Linked DNA regions of Zea mays: region 1 is linked to region 2. A link is a contact called in public Hi-C data. All regions are on one chromosome and are shown on one strand. Each heading gives the region's core, a stretch centred on a gene start, on an enhancer-like site or on the middle of the called end of the contact. The rest is flanking DNA. Distances are from core to core; before and after follow the strand shown. Region 1 has its middle 12 kb from the start of LOC118473126. Region 2 holds the start of LOC100194227.

Evidence for each region. Hi-C and Micro-C count contacts between places; a contact is called where the count stands out from the background.
Region 1: a Hi-C map of leaf shows a contact between it and region 2, with 7 times the contacts expected there. The contact joins the enhancer-like site here to the promoter of LOC100194227 in region 2. A contact is called at or near these places in 3 of 25 Hi-C or Micro-C datasets (all in leaf).

Annotation. Positions count from the first base shown.
Region 1 is chr8:110,568,657-110,571,356 of Zm-B73-REFERENCE-NAM-5.0, reverse strand. No RefSeq gene overlaps it. Among protein-coding and RNA genes, the nearest start is that of LOC118473126, 12 kb to the right of the region's middle. Within about 2 kb of position 1,301, at least 9 of the 20 cell types and tissues checked have an H3K27ac peak or open chromatin away from gene starts, as enhancers often do. A contact at or near this core is called in leaf, where this site is marked.
Region 2 is chr8:110,479,836-110,482,535 of Zm-B73-REFERENCE-NAM-5.0, reverse strand. It overlaps LOC100194227, which reads right to left and starts at 1,292. Exons shown (of 6, transcript NR_183229.1): 1 at 870-1,292; 2 at 761-782.

The DNA of each region.
Region 1 (2,700 bases), core at 52-2,551, 89 kb before region 2:
CTAGAGCAAACTAGTTAGTCCAATATTTGTGTTGGGCAATTCAACCACCAAAATTATTTAGGAACTAGGTGTAAGCCTAATTCCCTTTCAGAACCTTTTATGAATTATGCTCTTTTTCATTCCAACTTTACTTGCAATTGCCCTAATAGTACTTCTTTCATTGAGAGGAATCTCAGCAAGGGGAGCAAAATCAGCTTGAATTTTTTTCTTACCACAATTCATAGGTTTTCTGGACTGCACATCAATTGTGGTTCCAGCTTGAATGCATGCCTTTGCCCTCTCCCAAATTCTCTCTACAGTCCTCATGCTACAATTGAATGTTTGAGAAACTAATCGAGTGGAAATTTTCCTCAATGTCCCATTGTTGCTGCTTTGTAGCAGGGCTTTGTATATGTCATCTCGTTCTTGCTTGGTGAGATTTTTTCTTTTATTCCTGCGAACTTTACATGATGAACAGAAAGTGAACATAGAAGAAATTTATGCATACTGAATGAATACTAATGCAAGAATGTACCTGGTGCTGTCTGTTGCATTTGGTTGAGAGATCCATCATGCTACTGTTGAACATTGTATTCACTGTGCTCAAATGGGTCGATACAGATGTTCAAATCAGGTAAAGCTTCATCATCATAACCCCAATGCATGTTAATTTCGAACTGATTTGGTAATCCTTTATCTACATGCAACAAAATTGGATTAGTAACAAAATATGATGAACTTACCATATGCATAAGTAGTAATTTCATCATATTCACCTTGTAATGCTCCTGCTACACTATCTTCTGTAGGCAAGTTGAGATCTGGAATCGGTAAGGAGTTGAGATCAAGAGACATTGTGTTGCTACTGCGCTGGTGAGTGTTTTGCTACTGCTACATAGTTGTATTTATAGGAACTTGTATCGATTTTAAAAATGCGCCAAAGAGGCCTGGAAAAATGGCGGCAAGTGAAATATTTACTGAAAAATTTCATTACATGAAAAATTGCAGGTTTTGTTGAGCGGCAGTATTTGGCGCCAAGGAAAAAGTTGCAGAAGATGAGCGGTGAAGGCTGGGACGTGTGCCTGGTGCAGGAAACGAGAAGCGGTGATATTAATTAATTGTAATTAAGTCTGGAATGTAATCAAGCTTTAAACTAGGGGCACATGCAACTTTTCCCTTGTATCTTATTCTGTCTGAGAAAAACTAAATCGCCACTTCTACGTGGACGGAGGGAGTATGCCCTAGTATATAATGCTCCCTGTCCGTGAGAACTGAGACCGTCATTGACTGACTTGTTGCTGTCGCTTGGTCGCGTAGCAGACTAGCAGAGCGACAGGGCGAGAAGCAGAGAAGGCAAGTAAGAGAAGCGATGCGGGAAATAGATGGATGTGGATGATGGGCGGGTCGTTGGACTTCTATGTTTAGTGTATGGGCCTTCAAAGTTTTATTTCAATAAGCCCAATATATAACTAAATACTAAATATATTACATATACGTATATACTCATGGGCCCTCCACGACAACTAGCAAGGTGCATTTTCTTTTTTATCTTATCTCGTTATTTGATTAAACATGTTTGCTTTAGACCAATTTTGAGATGGGTAACCGACCAAAAGGTTTTCCCAGGTATACTATGAATGAGGACAAAATGAGCAAAAAAAAAAGATTTGTGTTGTTCTATGAGAGGTGGTCTATGGTTCTAGAAGACTGTCAGGAATAACTACTGCTAGTCTATGAGTGACTACGATATATCAAAGCTGACCCTCATAGTTTCACGGACGTATGTGGGCTAGAGGTTCGTGCATATTGCACATGGTGTATTTGGATCTAGCGCGGTCACATGACATGACATATAGTGTTGCGACACTAGACACAGAGGCTAGTCAAGAAGAGAGGTTTCTAGCTTGGGTTGACCGATGAGGACGTCGATCTTCTAAAAAGAATGTATTGTGACATCCTGTCTAAAGTTTTAATAGGATTGGTAGAATAATCATTACTAATAAAGTGCACCTTCTTTTTCGGAAGCAAAAACCCTAGGTTAAAAGTGCTTAGCTCAGAGCAATTGTCTATGGTTCTAAAAGGCTGCTCGAAGTAACTTCGCTAGTCTGTGAGTGGCTGGAGTGTTACAAGAAGGAAACGTAAACAAAAAGAGAGAGAAAAAAGAAGTGCATTCTAGTTATTTAATTCTTTCGCTTCATTATGTGATGTTATTTTGCCAAATGGGGACATGAAAATGACTCAGCTTCACTAAGAAAGATTCTCATAAAGCTAGAATCTAAAAAAACAGATTTACTAGTGAAGTTGAGTTGTACAATATAGGGTCTTAATCTGTTGCCGAGCAACATAATGATTTCTAAATGATTTGTTCAACTCTGAATGGCAGCCCTACCACAGCAGACCCGATTCCAGGACAGTGGAATACGCATTACTTTTACTACTATACAAACCGTGACGCAAACGAGCGACACCGTTTGTCCACGTCACCGTTTTTATTCTCAGCCACCAGATCCTATACCAACGGCTATCAAACGCACTTCGCATACCGGATACAGGAATAGCCTATCCTTGACTAGCCATTTCCCGAAGCATCCGTTGGCAGTTCCCAAGGGTCGCGTTGCTAGAAATATAGATGGCCAAAAAGCACGAGGCCCGTGAGCCCGACACGAAGCCCGCTTTTTGGGCCCGGTCCGAGCCCGGCACGGTAGAATAAGCGGGCGGGCT
Region 2 (2,700 bases), core at 43-2,542:
TAGAATTTTAATATGCATCATTTTATATTTGTTTATTTATATTTAAAAATAGTGAACCATATCCGTGTACCGGATATTTTTGGTAAAATGACATATCCATGTCCTCGTATCCATCTGATACTGATACATGTATATGTATCCATGTTGCATAGATATGAAGTAATAAGCTATTTGGCTTATATATAGGTAGGCTATTCACTACTCCATTCTAAATTGTAGGTCATTCTATCTTTTCTAGGTACATAGCTATTTCTATACTATGTATCTAAAAAGGCCAGAACAAGTTACACTTACGATTTGGAACTTGGGAGTAGTAGTGAATAGTTACTGTACTGTGATCTGACTCACATAATTTGTTTCCATCTTTTCGCAACAAACTTTGAGAACCAGCAGGAGATGGTGACTTAACACTCACTGGCATAGACCATGGGAAAAATTCTTGGTATGCCATCAGATTTTGTACTTATTCCTAATTGTGTGCCAGCAACTGAGCAAAAGGATACAAGTTTCGCCACTTCAGTGTTGAACTAAAAGTCAGAGCAAAATAATACAGTTTTTACTAGCAGCCTAGGATGTGCTAGCAGCACATAATCACCTGCCATTATTGATGATAATGACATTCCCCTAAAATCCACCGAGTCATCTCCATCAACCCTAGTGATTGTACAGATCTTTGGATGCAAGGGCGTTTGCAAAAAAAAATGATGATGATAACAAAGAACACAGGGTCAGGGGGGAACTCCGTCACAAGGAGTGATACCTCAGAATCGGCGCTTCGAATCCTGCAAGAGGAGAAAGAAGGCTTTTTACTTGTAACGTGCCATACCACAGGCGAACGATCTCGAGGGGAAGGAGAAACGAAGAAGTACCGAAGACGTCGGCAACGAGGACGACGGCGGCCTTGGAGTCCTCGGGGCCGGCGACGTAGGCCTTGAGCCCGCCGAAGCTGTCGACGACCTTGCCCTTCCCGCAGGCCGGGTTCAGGGCTGGCGGGTTATCGCAGCACTGAGAGCTCGCCATTCGTCCCCTCTCCCTTTCCCTCGGGTCGTGGTGGTGAGCTGAGGGCGGAGGCTAGAATAGATGCGAGGCTGCATGCAACGGAGAAAGCACAATGGAAATGCGGACCGAGAGCGGGGGAGTCAGAGGATGCCGTAGTCGTTTGGAACTTTCTAGCGAGGTAGAGTGATAGCGAGTGGCCGGCCGGTCGACGGCGAACAGAGGGGCACGGCGGGCCGGCACATGACAGATTTGGGTCGCGGCGGGCCAACATACAGGTGGCCGGTGTGGCCAGCCACACGAATCTACGCGCAGTGTCGTCCTGTCCTGTGTCCTGAGTCCTCAGCCGGTGGGGACGTCAGACTCATACGGCAACACCTCGTTTGTCTTCTACCATGGCCCATAGCACGTCACTGCTGATACAACAAATCAGTTGATCTACTTGTATTATATATAAAAAATCGGTTACTGCGGTAGCTTTTTTGCACCGTAACGCGTTTGAGGACACAGAAATTTCATTCAAATTATACAACTTTTTATAAAAAAAATATAGTTTAGTTGAAAACACACAATAAGTAGAATTTTTTTTCTAAAGAGAATGTTAGACTTGTTGCGGATGATTGCGGATTTGATTCTACCTTTATCTGTATCTCTATCTCTACTGTATCATCAGTTTTAACGGTCATTCCGCGTCATTTTTTTTATAAATAACGATCACATCTTGTCGGCGTTTTGACCTCGGGGGGTCCTGGACCGACGAGTAAATTGTCGCCGCGTGCCCCAGCCCAGATGGGTCGGCGCGAGACGGAGCGCGAAGGGGGAAAAAGCCGGAGGGAGATAGGCGTAAAAGGGGAAACCCTCGGCCTTCGTGTTTGTCCCGCGCCCAGGTCGGGTGCGCTTACAGTAGGGGGTTACAAGCGTCCGCGTGGGAGAGAGCGAGAGGCTTATGCGCGCCGTCCCGTCCGTCCCCGCGCAGCCAACCCTCTGTAAGAGGGTCCTGGACCTTCCTTTTATAGGCGTAAGAAGAGGGTCCAGGTGTACAATGGGAGATGTAGCAGTGTGCTAACGTGTCTAGCAGGGAGGAGCTAGTGCCCTGAGTACATGCCGTCGTGGCAGACGGAGAGGTTTTGGCACCCTGTTTGTGTGATGTCGTGGCAGTCGGAGGAGCGCTGGAGCCTAGCGGAAGGACAGCTGTCGGGGCTGTCGAGTCCTTGCTGACGTCTCCTTGCTTCCGTAAGGGGGCTGAGAGCTGTCGTCGTCATGGGGCATTCGGGGCGCTATCATTACTTGTTTACCGGGGCGAGCCAGATGGGACGCCGGTCTTGTTCCCTGTAGCCTGAGCTAGCTAGGGGGTAGGGTAATGATGGCCCCTCCTGTGACGTGGTCGGTCCGAGCCCTGGGTCGGGCGAGGCAGAGACCGTCGGCTGAGGCCAGGGCTGAGTCCGAGCCCTGGGGTCGGGCGAGGCGGAGTTCGTCGTCTTCCGGGGCTGAGTCCGAGTCCGAGCCCTGGGTCGGGCCAGGCGGAGTTCGTCGTCTTCCGGGGCCGAGCCCAAGTCCGAGCCCTAGGGTCGGGCGAGGCGGAGTTCGTCGTCTTCCGGGGCTGAGCCCGAGTCCGAGCCCTGGGGTCGGGCGAGGCGGAGTTCGTCGTCTTCCGGGGCTAAGCCCGAGTCCGAGCCCTAGGGTCGGGCGAGGCGGAGCTTCCTA